Linked DNA regions of Mus musculus: regions 2, 3 and 4 are each linked to region 1. The links are chromatin contacts, called in public Hi-C and promoter capture Hi-C maps. All regions are on one chromosome and are shown on one strand. The core of a region is the stretch at or near the end of the contact, and the rest is flanking DNA. Distances in the headings are between cores, read along the strand shown. Region 1 holds the start of Zmym1 (zinc finger, MYM domain containing 1). Region 2 holds the start of Phc2 (polyhomeotic 2). Region 3 holds the start of Ak2 (adenylate kinase 2). Region 4 holds the start of Zfp362 (zinc finger protein 362).

What was found. Promoter capture Hi-C pulls out the DNA fragments that hold promoters and counts their contacts. A called contact is a pair of places that touch in the nucleus more often than the background predicts.
Region 2: a contact with region 1 is called in a Hi-C map of B cells, with 6 read pairs. The contact joins the promoter of Phc2 here to the promoter of Zmym1 in region 1. A contact is called at or near these places in 1 of 39 promoter capture datasets (embryonic stem cells), 1 of 484 Hi-C or Micro-C datasets (B cells) and 1 of 115 datasets of contacts at active chromatin or transcription factors (astrocytes).
Region 3: a promoter capture Hi-C map of stem cell-derived epiblast-like cells shows a contact between it and region 1, with 4 times the contacts expected there. The contact joins the promoter of Ak2 here to the promoter of Zmym1 in region 1.
Region 4: a promoter capture Hi-C map of hippocampal neurons shows a contact between it and region 1, with 3 times the contacts expected there. The contact joins the promoter of Zfp362 here to the promoter of Zmym1 in region 1. A contact is called at or near these places in 1 of 39 promoter capture datasets (hippocampal neurons) and 1 of 115 datasets of contacts at active chromatin or transcription factors (large pre-B cells).

What each region holds. Positions count from the first base shown.
Region 1 is chr4:127,059,731-127,063,183 of GRCm38.p6, forward strand. Zmym1 (zinc finger, MYM domain containing 1) reads right to left here and starts at 1,424. Exons shown (of 8, transcript NM_026670.5): 1 at 1,266-1,424.
Region 2 is chr4:128,652,855-128,656,456 of GRCm38.p6, forward strand. Phc2 (polyhomeotic 2) reads left to right here and starts at 1,848. Exons shown (of 15, transcript NM_001195130.1): 1 at 1,848-1,962.
Region 3 is chr4:128,991,485-128,994,632 of GRCm38.p6, forward strand. Ak2 (adenylate kinase 2) reads left to right here and starts at 1,740. Exons shown (of 7, transcript NM_016895.4): 1 at 1,740-1,952. The coding sequence starts at 1,860.
Region 4 is chr4:128,804,240-128,807,417 of GRCm38.p6, forward strand. Zfp362 (zinc finger protein 362) reads right to left here and starts at 1,873. Exons shown (of 9, transcript NM_001081098.1): 1 at 1,773-1,873.

The DNA of each region.
Region 1 (3,453 bases), core at 174-2,673:
AGTGTGCATGCTTGTAAGGGACTGTACTCATGATGCATGGCATGTGTGGAGAAGTCAGTCTTGGCCATTAATCTCAGGCTGGCAGGCTTGACTGCAAACACCTTTACTCACCAAGCCATTTTTCCGGGTTCTCAACATAGGAATTTTAAGTTGCATTTATTTATTTGTTTCGGGGTGGTAGAAACACACATATCAAGACAACCTATGGTAGTTCATTCTCTCCTCATACCATGTAGGGCCTGGCGATCAAACAGGTTATCGGATTTGGGGGCAAGAATCTTTACCCTCTGAGCCATCTCACTTGCCCTTTTCTTCTTCACAGAGTCTCCTTACATTTCAAAAAAAAAAAAAAAAAAATCCCAAAATAGGAGAGCTTGGAAGTCAGAGGAAGAAAGATCAGGAGTTCAAGGTAACTGTGAGCAACATGATAGCCAGTTTCAACCATCCCCAGAGCCAAAACAAACAAACAAACAAACAAACAAACAAATGTACAGTAATCTCTTACTATTGGTATGAGTTACCAGCAATGAACCACAGTCCAAATATGTTACTTGGGGGGCTGGCGAGATGGCTCAGTGGTTAAGAGCGCCGACTGCTCTTCCAAAGGTCCTGAGTTCAAATCCCAGCAACCACATGGTGGCTCACAACCATCCATAACGAAATCTGATGCCCTCTTATGGAGTATCTAAGGACAGCTACAGTGTACTTACATATAATAAATCTTAAAAAAAGAAAAGTTCCTTGGAAATATTTGGAAGTAACAATGTAACAAGTAACAATGTTCAAGGTCCTCTAACTAGCACTGTAGACTAAGAGATCCAATGGCCTCTGCCTCCCTGCCAGGATTAGAAAAATGGGCAGCCACCGCCAGCGCTAACCTGCAAATTTCACTCACAGAACTCTACAGATAAAACTATTTGCTTCTATCTCTCTCCAGCCCGATGTTTTTGTTTTTTGAATCCAGGTCTCATTAAGTAGCACTGATTGGCCTAGAACAGACTTTATAGAACAGCCTGGCTTCGAACTCAGAGAACCCCCTGCCACTCGTGTGATGGGATTAAAGGCAAGGGCCAACACACCCAATCTGTTTATGTCTGAAAAATACACTGCTTAATGGAAAGAGAGCCACAGGTGTAACGGAAGGCAGTTACAGAAAGAAGCCGCAAGAGACCAAACGCACCAAGCTCAGTCACCGCACAGAGGCCAGGACGCTAAGAAGCCTGGAGGCCGGGGGCACGACTCTCCTGACACTGTGGTCTTCCTACCTGTCGCGTCACCCTCCTCAGGACGGGAGAAATGCCGCCTCTCTCTGGAAAAGCGGGCCTGAGCGGCTCCACGAGGATGGCTGATCTGTCTCCAACTCAGCGGCGGGAAGCGCCCACTCGCATTTTGCCGTGCAAACAACCCCGCCGGCTCCGCCCCTCTCCCGGAGGCCTTTGCGGCTGAGCATGCGCACCGCGGTCCGCCTGGGGCGCGGAGGCGGGGGATGGACTAAGCAGGAGAGGTTGACGGGGCGGGTCAGGGGGGTTTAGTTTTAGGCTATCCTTAATGTCACCTTAGCTGCCCGTTTTTCGTTTTTTGTTTTGTTTTGTTTTTTGTTTTTTTTTGTTTTAAGACAGGGTCTCACTTATGTACCCCTGACTGTCCCGGAACTCACTATGCAGACCAAGCTGGTCTTGAACTTAGAGAGGTTCTCCTGACTCTGCCTCCCTAGTTCTGGTATTAAGGGAATATGTCATCACATGGGCATATTTGGGTCCTTAAAGGCAGGAGTGAGGGGGCACAGGCCTGTAAGATGAAGGTGTGTGGTTAAAAATTCAAAACCAACCTTATTTTACAAACGGAACAACAAAAGCTGGGGGATTGAGACAGAGCAACGAGATGACAGAGCCTATTAAGGAGTTTACCGCAAAGTCTGACTAGCAGGGTTCTGTCACTGGAATCCATTTAGTGGAAGAAGAGAACAGATACCTGCAAATTGCTCCTTGACCTCCGCAATGTGCACATAAACACAATAAATACATACATGCATACATAAATAAAATTAAGGGCTAATGCAACATTAGTGACTCAGATGTTGAGTTACAACTTTAAAAACATGGTTGTAAATAGTCTCAGAAAAAGAGGAATGAAAAAGTAGGGACAGATGGGTATAGCTAAAGAATTAAGGAGGGAGCAGATCATTTTGATTATTTCTAAGTTTTTTTGTTTTTTTTTTTTGGTTTTTCGAGATAGGGTTTCTCTATAGCCTTGACTGTCTTGGAACTCACTTTGTAGACCAGGCTGGCCTCGAACTCAGAAATCCACCTGCCTCTGCCTCCGGAGTGCTAGGATTAAAGGCGTGTGCCACCACGCCCGGCTTCTAAGTCTTAATAGTAAAGAAAAATATAAAGTTTAATGATCTATTCATCTTGTCTTTGACCATAACTTCCATCTATCTTTTCTCTCTCTTTCTTTCTTTCTTTCTTTCTTTCTTTCTTTCTTTCTTTCTTTCTTTCTTTCTCTCTCTCTCTCTCTCTCTCTCTCTCTCTCTCTCTCTTTCCTTCCTTCCTTCCTTTCTTTTCTTTTCTTTTTTTTTTTTTGAGACACTGTTTCTCTGTGTATCCCTGGTTGTCCTGGAACTCACTCTATAGACCAGGCTGGCCTCAAATTCAGAGATTCTCTGCCCTCCAAGACTGGCTCTCACCTCTTCCTTCCTTCCTTCCTTCCTTCCTTCCTTCCTTCCTTCCTTCCTCCCTCCCTCCCTTCCTTCCTTTGAGACAGAATCTCACTGTGTAGACAGGCCTAGAGCTCAGAGAGATTTGCCTGTTTCTGCCTTCTGAGAGCTTGGAATTAAAGGTATGTAGGAATTAAAGGTATGTACCACCATAGCCTTCACTTGCTCTACGCACTCTCCTCTCTCCCCCTCCCCCCTTCTCTCTCTCTCTCTCTTTTTTGTTTTTCGAGTCAGGATTTCTCTGTGTAGCCCTGGCTGTCCTGGAACTCACTCTGTAGACCAGGCTGGCCTTGAACTCAGAAATCCGCCTGCCTCTGCCTCCCTAATGCTGGGATTAAAGATGGGCACCACCACTCGCCGGCTTGTTTTGTTTTTTAAATGCTGGAGAGTCCTGTAAATAATCCAAATCAAAGTCATTGGTTCACCATGTTAAACTTTGGTGGCATCGGTACTTTGGTCTGTCATGGGTTCCCTTTCTGGGGTGAGAAGATGTGTGTGTTTTGTTTCCCCAGGAAAAGTTTTGTCACATGACAGCATCTTTTCCATTTCCCAAGACAAGTAGCTTTCTCAGTAGGGTTTATGAGCTCCCCAGTCCCAGGCTTTTAGGGTATTTTCAGGACCTGATGTAAGTTCTTTTCTGCAGAGTAGAGATCAAATCCAATCAGAAACATAGTTAACCCCATAACAGACTTGCTATCATGGTGGACTCATCTTCCCTGGCTGGTGGATTGGCCAAG
Region 2 (3,602 bases), core at 598-3,097, 1.6 Mb after region 1:
GACTAATGGCTGCTCTCGGCTTGCCAAGCTCCTCTTGGACAAGGAGCCACTCCGGTAATTTGGTGCTAGGAGATGTGCAAGAGAGACCAGGTCCTTTGAGCCCAGGAATTATTTATGGTCCTGAGAAAAGAGAATGACATTTGCAGAGATAACAAGCCTCCACCAGCACAACAGGCTGTTTAATGTGCCACAGGGGATGACAGGCAACTTCTGTGTCCCACTGCCAGGAAGGGAGGAGAGATCTGAGCACGTGGGTTGTGTATCTCATGGGAGATCCTGGGCCAGATGTGGAAATGACCACAGTTAGCAAGGATGGGGTCTTACCCACGGGACCAGGCCTATATTACATATCTTTTATACATTAATTCTTTAATGGCTCTTACCCACTGGACCAGGCCTGTGTAACTAATACATTAGTTCTTTAATGCTTCCAACATTCCTATCCTGTCTTATTGGTGAAGAAACTGAGGCACAAACAGATTATAGAACTTGCCATAGATCACACGGCTGATGAATGGCTAAGCAGAATGTTAACCCAAGTAGGTTTGCCTCTCTGTCTGTGCTCTTAAGTCGCAGTTTAGAAGGAAATTGGATTTTAAGTCAGTCTGGTGGGAAGAAATATTTATATATTTTAAATGATCTTAAAGTGTCTAGATAGTTCATTTAAACCACAGGGCCTAATCCAGTAATCCGTCCATGCTACATTAAAATCAGTGAACCACTGAACTAAACAAGTCCATGGGAGTGCTTGTCCCTTTAAGTGAATTACCAGATCAACAGAGATGAAGGCAGAGAGACAGAATCCTAGAGTCCCCTACCAACTGGGTGACTTTATGTTTTGTGACTTCAACACTTGCCACTTGTCACGGAATATATTTCAATCTTGAGTGACAGTCCTATTAGGGAAGGTGTTCTTATGCCTAAACCTAAGTTCAATGAGCCTGGTATAATGAGGTGCCTTTAGAATATAGCTTTGGAGTAGGATAAGCCAGGATTGGAATCTAAATGTGTGAAGTACTGGAGGAATAAGTATGGACATTTCCTTGCCCAGCTTCGATGGTTCAGTGTCTGGATCAGTAAAGTGGCCATAGCAACAGTGCAATTAAGAGTGGATGTAAAATTTTTTGATAGCTTGAGCACACATGGATTGAATGATTAACTATAGGCTCCTAACAGCTGTTTGGCCCAGGCCTCATCTGTAATATGTGTACCGGGTTTATGCCTCAGAAGGACATTGTCGGGCAGTGCAAAGGTGCTCCACTGCTGATGTATGAAATTTCTTTCGACTGTTTGTATACAGTCTTCCCCTCCACCGCTTGGAATTGTGAAGAACGCAGGAGAGCCCTGGGCCTGATGTTCTCACATTTCCACTTTACAATGTAGTGTGGTGGTTGTGTGACTTTGGGTGTGTGGCTGAGCCTCTCTGAGCATAAACTCGCCCCAGTATCAAATTAAGTTTATGATATGTACTTCCTAAAGCTACCAGAGAGTTAGCTGCAGAAAAGTGTGAGGCACGTGGTTTAAGTGTTCAGAGCCTTTCCGGAATCTGAATTTCCCTGTCTAGACCAATTTGAGGTGCTCTCCATATGCAGAATAGGAAAAGTACCCGGAGTCCCAGTGCGGAGTTCAGGTAGAGGAGATGCTCCAAAGGGATGGCAAGGCTCCAGAGCCTGCGCCCCCTCCTCCGCCCTCCCCTCCGTTGCCATGGCCACCGGTTCAGTCCCAGAGCAGCACCAAGGCGTGTTCAATTCAATCTCCGCCTTCTCCGAGTGACGATTGGCTGGAGTGGGCACGTGACACTCTCCGGTATGCTAATACATGGTAATCGCCCCCCAGGCCCCTCCTCCGCGGGCCACAGCTGGGCAGCCAGCAGGGTGCGCGGCGGAGAGCCGAGGGGGCGGGCTGAGGGGCGGCCCCGGGAGAGCGCGGCCAGGTGGAGGAGGAGCGCGGAGGCCACCGCAGGTAACGGGCGGGCGCGTGCGCGCTGGGGCCGGCTGGCGGCGGCGGGGCGGCGCGCGGGGGACACCCGGCGTCGCGCGGCGGGTTTAACCCTTTGGGCACCCAGCTGTCACGGTGCGGCGAGAGGGCCCTGCGGCGCAAGGCTGGGCAGCGCGGTGGACACCGGTTCACCGCCGACGCGGACCCGGCCGCGATGAGGACCGCGGCGATCTCTGGAGTCAGGGTTTGCGGGAGGCAGTAGGAGAGCCGCTGAAGTCCCTGCAGTCGCGTGATCTCGGGGGCGCGTGGCCTTCTTACATGGAGAGGCCCGCCCCTGCGGCCCGTGTCCTCTGGGGGACTGTGGAGACACCGGGGTCCGGCCTCCCCACCGCGCGCCTGCTCTTCCGTGGCCTGACAGCCCAGCCACAGGCACTTTAGATACCGAGTTAAGCCTGGTGGGGGTTGCTGGGCATCGAAGGCGAGATCGAGATGGTGCGTTGGGGAGCAAACTGTGGTTGTTGTTACTGGAAGAAAAGAGCTCTCTCCTTAAGCAAAGCAGGTCCCACGGTAGAGAAGGAGGGGTGCCCAAGGTAGGCACTGCCCCCTGTTTTCTGACCTGACAACCGTGGGGAACAGACCTTGGGCACTAGAGTATGTTGTCGTGTCCAGAGGAAGCTCCTGTTTTGCTTTAGTTTCTGGCGTATTCTTTTAATGGCTAGGTTTAAATCAACTTCCTCCTCCATCTCCGCGCCTAGGTCTGCTACAGAAATGTTGTCTTCTAATTACCCCTTCCCCCAATTCACTAAGACTGGTGGCCGCATTAGGCTCGTGGTGTAATTTAGCCTTCGCCACAATAGAAATGCTAGCACGGAGCTGTGCTGCTAATATCAAGCCAGCCCCAGGAGGTTTAGTGTGGAGGGGAAATGCTCCAGTCTCTGGGGTATGAAAAGCAGACTAATGTGCTCTCATGGTCGGAGCTTACTTTATGAGTCTCAAATCGTTTCTTCACAACAAGGGGAAACGTGCTTCCACATGAAAAGTCCCAGCGACCAAACCTAGGTTTGCAAATCAAATGCGAATTGTACTTGCAGGTTGCGTATTTATCAACACAACGACAAACACTTGGTATAAACCAGGCACGCTGTTGTGTCTAGAGGATGCTACACTGACTAAGATAATTAGCCCTTGTCCTCAGAGAGGTGGTGGAAGAGACAAACTGTTAGCCAAAGTGATAGCAGAAGAACAGATGCAAGAATGGATCTGTTAAATGTATGCAACGTCAAAGAAGGCTTCCCAGAGAGCATACTTCAGCAAAGTGTTGAAGGATGAATAGGAGTTTGTTGCAAAGGTTAGGGAGGACATTGAAACAGAAGGCTCAGTGAGTGGTGTGACTAAGGAAAATTCTCTCAGGTGAATAGCTTCCCCCGCCCCTTCTTTTTATTTGGGAATTGGCTTTATACTGCAATCCTGCCTCCTTTACTGTGTGACTTTCTAAAAGCTGGCTTACATGTCTCATTCCTATCATGATTTTCCAGTGGTATTTTCCCGTGAATTCCAACCTGTGAGCTTTTGTGAACCTCGCTCCTGGTCTTTGTCACCGGAGAAAAGGTTCAACAAGTGGAAGCAGAAAGGAGTGGTTTCAACGGCTCCAAGGTAGAGAGCCT
Region 3 (3,148 bases), core at 490-2,989, 1.9 Mb after region 1:
CCCAACCCATTTAAACGCTTCTGAGTTCAGCCACATGGCTACTTTCTTCTCAGTCTCATGAGCCCAGAGTCTGGGCCAAGCATCTTCCACCTCTGACTATCACCCAGAGTTCCCATCTCTTTCCCGGAACTCCCATCTTCTACTTCCTGCCTTTTGTTAAAGGGCCATCTGCTTTTGATTGGCAGGTGATGCTTCCACACAGTACACATCGATTCTCTCTACAGGCCTTCCATTGTATCTGAAGCTCACTCATTAGGCTAGGCTTTCTGCTCAGTGAGCTCCAAGAGTCTGCCGATCTCTACCTCCTCAGGGCTGGGGTTGTAAACAGTTGCTGACGTTACCTGAGTGCCGGGCACCAGAACGCAGGCCCTCACACTTGAGTGCTAGACACCAGTGACTGAACTTTGCCCTGCCCCTTAGTTCACAGTGTTACTTGTAATCCTGTGACCATGTAATTATATAGTGATCAGCTCTTACTTCCGCTTCCGGTCTTAAAAAGGACACAATAAACCCCTGCTTCCTTCAAGGCCACTAAGAGAACCCAACCAGATCAAGCTGGCTCCCATGAAAATCCAGGATGAGCAAGAAGTATGAATGTTAGTTTCTCTTTTTTCATTTGAATTTATTTCTTATTTTCTGTGTGTGAACATATATGTACGCGCAGATATGTGTACCACAGCACACATGTGGAGCTCGGTGGACAACCTGTGGGAGTTGGTTCTCTTCTTTCTTTCATTGGGGGTGGGGTCTTGTTAATCAAACGCAGGTCCTCAGAGTTTGGTGGCAAGTGTCTATACTAGCTGAGCCATCTGGCTAGCTGGTTAACATCATTTACCACTAGGGTGTAGAAAATGGTTGCACTGTGCCTGTGGGGCAAGAATGGTTTCCTAATCACACTTGCACTTACAGTTGAGAAAGGCTCCTTTGGGACAGGATGAAACTTTGACACACCTAAAAGCTGGCGACATCATTGCCTTGTTCAAGACAGGCTCATCTCTCTGGATAAAAACTGTCTTTCTGCTGACTTAAAAGTCAGGAAGGTTGTCTGTGTTCATATATGCATATGTGTTTTATTTTTACAGTCCTGGGGATTGAGCCCAAAACTTCTGTCTCTGTACTATAGCCAGCCCCAGCTATCTTCATTTTCATTTTGGGACAAGGTCTCATTAAACTGCCCAGGCTGGCCTTGAATTCACCGTCGTGGCCTTGACAAGCTTTAAATGTGATCTTCCCAAATAGCCAAAGTTATGGTGCTGTTCAATGGGGGTGTTCTGGAGGGAGAGGGTGTCAGATTACAAACTTGTTGGAATTTACTTAACCAATCTTATTATTAGACATCAACATCTTTGTCAGGAACTCATTACATATTCCTTGTTTCTGCCTTTGAATTCTTGGAAGTGGAATTACTGGTCCAAAGGTTACGTTATTGCCAATTTGTTTCCTGGGAGTGATTTTACCCACTTACACTCTCACAGGCAATTTTACGGGGCTCAAACAGAGACTCTGGAGTTATTAACTGTCAAAGGCCAAACTAGAACTTCACCCGCTCCAGGCTTCCTTCTCGTTTTTCCCGCCCACTCCATACACCAGCCGAGAGCCGCACGCGCTCTGTTGCCCCAGCTCTTCCCAGGCTGGCCCGCCTCTTCCTCGTTCCCAATTCTGCCCAATCGGAAACAGAATTTTCTTAGTCTCGTCGTACGATTGGTAAATGAAAGTGCCCGTCAAGTTCGGGGGCGGGTAGAGAGGGTTGACGGATGCGGCGAGCGACCAGTGTGAGCCCGGAGTAGGATGTACGCTGGCCTGGAAGCGCTAGACCTGTGAGGTGTGCGGCTGGCTGTTGGAGTGAAGCTTTGGAAGACATGGCTCCCAACGTGTTGGCTTCCGAACCGGAGATTCCGAAGGGCATCCGGGCCGTGTTGCTGGGGCCGCCCGGGGCTGGCAAGGGGACGCAGGTGAGTGTCGGTTCCGTGTCGGGCGGTGGAGCCCGAGAAGCTACAAGGTCAGGGCGGTCGGAGAGCCGGAAGCTCCTTTCCCGCCCCGGAGCTGGGTGGTGAGCCCTGGCCTGCAGGGACCCTCGCGGGGTCTCCAGTTGTGGCGCGGTGTTTAGGGGAGGGTCCCAGTCGCAGTAAGGGGGAGGCTGGGTGGAGGTTCTTGGGGGAACCCAGGATCGTGTTAGGGCATCCAGGGACTGTTACTTGAAAATTGTGAAAGGCAGGGCGATCCCCCAGGCTGAAGCTCTGGATCACAGGCCCGAATGGGAGAAAGCTTTGTGACCAAGTCGCCCTCGGAGTTGAGAGCGTATTGCCCTGAGTCAGGGATAATTTCTAGGCATAAGGGGGTGAAACTTTTAATTTTTTTAATGGCTAATGATTAGGGGTACTAAGAAGTCTCCACGTGGGGCAGAGTGGTTACTGGTGTATGCCTATCGAGGCGTTCTGCCAAGAGTGAGGCATGAGCCGCGGGAGCCACCAGTGTTGTTGGGGGTGGGGGGATGGGAGAAAACCTTTCCAGCTGGCCAGAAAACTGGAGGTGAATGTATAGATTCGGTTCATAAGCCACGGGCATCATGGGGGGTTGTGAGTGGGGCAGGGAGTGCTCATGGAGCAGCATGAGATGGCTCTGATGGTTGTAATTGAGCAATTGAGGGCCGCTAACGTGCTAGATCAACAGGTAAGAAAACAGGTGTAGAGGTCCAGTGACTTTTCAAAGTTAGTGAAATCGGTTTCACAGAGGCCTCAAGGATTGCCTTCTGCCCCACTGCAGAGCCTCCCTTGCTTGGCATCTGGGCCATAGATCAGGGCTGGGATTTATGCTGGCACGTAGGGCTTGGAAGCTCATATGGTGGGCCGTTGGTGTCACTTTCTTGCCCAGCCTTTGGCCACAACCACCCACCCCTCAACTCTACCTCCCCATCAGACCCCAAGCTTTGATGATCACTATGCTCTAAAGAGGGAATTCTTTCAAGGTTGCGTTCCCAAGCAAATGAGTGCTGTCCTCCCTCTTCACAGCACTGCTGAGTTTATTGTTATGTTTTTAAAGATACCTCCCCTCTGTCTCCCTCCGTCTCCCTCCCTCCTTCTCTCTCTCTCTGTCACACATAAGGTGGGAGAGTGTGTGTGTGTGTGTGTGTGTGCGCAGGGACGTAGAG
Region 4 (3,178 bases), core at 623-3,122, 1.7 Mb after region 1:
TAGCTCTGCAGCTCAACGCTCTCAGGCCTTGTTCCCACTGGCTGCCCTTGGGGAGCTCACATTGGCCTGGTGAAGCCAGGACACCGCTCTGAAAGGAGACTTTTCCCTCCAGGAAATGGGGGGAGGGCCCTAGATAAGCACAAAGGCTCAGAGCATCCTCCTAGGACAGAGTCTCCCCCAAAAGGGGAAAAGACCACATTCAGATTTTATGGGCCTGGCCTCATACCACTCTGCTGCCTGTACAGTCACCAGCCAGTCCAGTCAGCCACTTCAGAAACTCAACTGATGTCCAATCAGGAGACTTCAAAGTGGCAGGCCGGGTGGCAGAAAGGAGTTAACACAAGCAGAGGACAGGCCCAGAACACAAGGGCCAGGCAGTCAGCTACTCCTATGTATATCGGGACCCACAGGAGCTGCAGGCCTGTACCCAGCTAAAAACCCACCACTAAGGACATTCATCAACAGAGGCCATCTCTGGAGGCTAAGAAGACCACCCATACCTGAAGGGGGTTCTTCCACTGCAATCAACCAGACTTGCCCCAAGAGGGGGCTACCAAAACTTCCTGTCCACCAAGGGGGCTCTGGCCACCCATGAAGGGGCAAGCCTCCCTCCATCTCCAACACACACACAGCTCCTAAAGGATCCACACTGCTGGAGGACAGGGTGGCAAGAAGGGTCATGTCCTCATGACAGGGATCTTAGCTCCAAACCCTGGGCCCACTTTATGCCCCTAGAGCCAGCCAACTCCCCCAAATCTGGGGCTACAATATAGTTCCTTACAATACCACTTTGATACAGAGCCTCGTCCAAACGACTCCTCCCAAAACCTCTCACCTCAGCCCTACACACACACACACACACACACACACACACACACACACACACACGACATCCCCACCCACGCAGTTCTGGGGAAACCGGCAGTTAACTTTTCCCAAAAACCCTGCAAAGGCGACTAGCTAGGTGGGAAGAAACAGAGAAATGGGCCCCCATATCCTTTCGCGGCATCTCAGGGCCCTCAGGGGAAGAAAAAAAAAATCTTAAAAAAAAAAAAAAGCAAGAAAGAAAAGAAAACTTTCAGAGTTAACTTTAAATTCCCAGCCCCCTCCCCCCAAATCACCCGGCAGCTTCTCTCCCCCTTATTTTTTCCTTTAAAGTGTAATTGTATTGTGTCTCACCTCCCCGAAAGGCTCCCGGCTCTCTCCAAAGAAAAGGAAAAAAGCCAACCCTTCGGGTGCCCCCTCTGCTTCCAGCCGCCTCTCCCACATTCTCAGACAGTTTTATTAAAATCTTCAGACAAAAGAAAAACAAAAATGGCAGCCTGGCTTATTTTTAAAACAGGACAGGGACGCCATATTCTGCAGATCTGCAAAAAAACGGAGAAATCCGGCACTGGCCGCTCCACCGGGCCGGCTGCAAAGTGCGCGAACCGCGCCGTTTGCAATCCGTTTATTTGCATTAAGCCCCATGAATCATTGTTTACCGGAGAATTGCAGCAGGTTTGAATAGCCCGGCTTAGGAAAACACACACGCACACACTCGGAGACGAACCCCAGACACGCCGCGGGAGACGCTGCCTACCCCGCGCGCGCAGCCGCCGCAGCCACGGCCGCCCCGGGGCCCGGCCCGAGGCACCGGCGACCCCCGGGCCCACGCAGCGCGGCCGCCCCGCGCTGACAGCGCTCGCGCCCGCCCGGCCCCCGCCCCGCAACTCGGCGCAACTTTCCCGCGGGCGGGCCCGCTCCCCCGCGCGCCCCGGGCCCGCACGGACCTGGCAGTGCTGGCGGCGCTCCGGGACGCGGCCGCAGCCCCGAGCCCGGCGGCCCGAGTAGGGCCGGGCTGGGGGCTCCCGGCTTCGGCGGTGGCGGCGGTGGCGGCGGCGCGCGGCTGGGGCTCGGTGCGGAGCGGCGCGCAAACCTTCCGGGTCGCCTGCTGTTCACTTCTGGGTTCTGCAGGCGCCGCGGCGGCGGAGGCCGGCTGTGCAGCCGCGCGGCCCCGGCGCGCTGGGCCCCGCGAGCGAGCCGCGTCCGGCCCCCCGCCTCTCGGCTGCGCAGCCCGCCCGGCCCCGGGGCTCCGGCGAGTGGGCAGCGCCCGGCGCTGGCGACGGCGAGGGGAGGGGGCCGGCGGGGCGGGGACGGGCCGCGCGCTGGGGGCCCCCGCTCGGCCCCGGGGCCTCGTCTCGCGCTCGCCGCCGCCGCCGCCAAGGAAAGTTGCGCGGCGCCCCCTGCCCGCGCCGCGCCGCGCCGGAGGCTGAGCCACAAAGGAACTCCGCGCCCCCCTCCGCCCGCCCGAGCCGCGCGGGGAGGGCACCGGCGCCCGGCCCTAGGACAGCCCCTTCCCCAGCACGGGGGCTCCCGGGGCCCGGGCGGCCGCGGCCATTGTCCCGCCCAGACTCCGCTCCCGGGTGGCGGTGGCCTGGGGACCCGGGACTGGCTGGTCACGCTGCTCTCGGGAGGGGTGGGGGTGTCCCTCCTTGGGAAATCGCAAGCTGGTGCAGACCCCCACGGTGCTCCCCCCCCCCCCCACACACACACCCGGTGACAAACGGCCAGGCTCAAGATCCCTGCTAAGATTTTGGTTATTTATTTCTGAAGAAAGGACGTGGGGGCGGGGTGGGGTGCAGAAGTTTGCACAAGCCAGGACACCGCTTCCCAACCCTAGGCCTGAGTCTCAGCGGTGGGGCGACCAGGAGCTGACAGCACTTCTAGAAAGTCTATCAGAGGTGGCACCGCCTGTCCCCCCAGCTCCAGACCTCAGAGCCATCTGCGCGACTCCTCCTCCCGCCTCACCCTCCCCAGCCAATCAGTCACCAAGTCCTCTTGATTCGGCCTCGCGGGCTGTGTCAACTTCTAAACTTCACTTCTACCTGAGGAGGCAGGCATTCCCGATTCCGAACCCGCTTAGATTTCTGTGGCACACTCTGCTGTCCACCTGCAGGCCTAGAGGATCAGGGCTGCCTCTGCCGTCCTAAGCATCCCAGAGAAGGAAGGACACAAAAAACCATCCTGCTTTCTGGGAAGTATAAGTTCATAGGCACGTGCGCTAGTTGGCTGGGAACACAGTTCTAAAAAGTGTGGACAAAGTCGCTGTCCTCGTGAGGATTCCAGTTTAGCACAGGATGTCACACATTGGGGAAGCTGGAGGGTGGGACCCACGGAGGTCGTTGGTTCCTTCTCA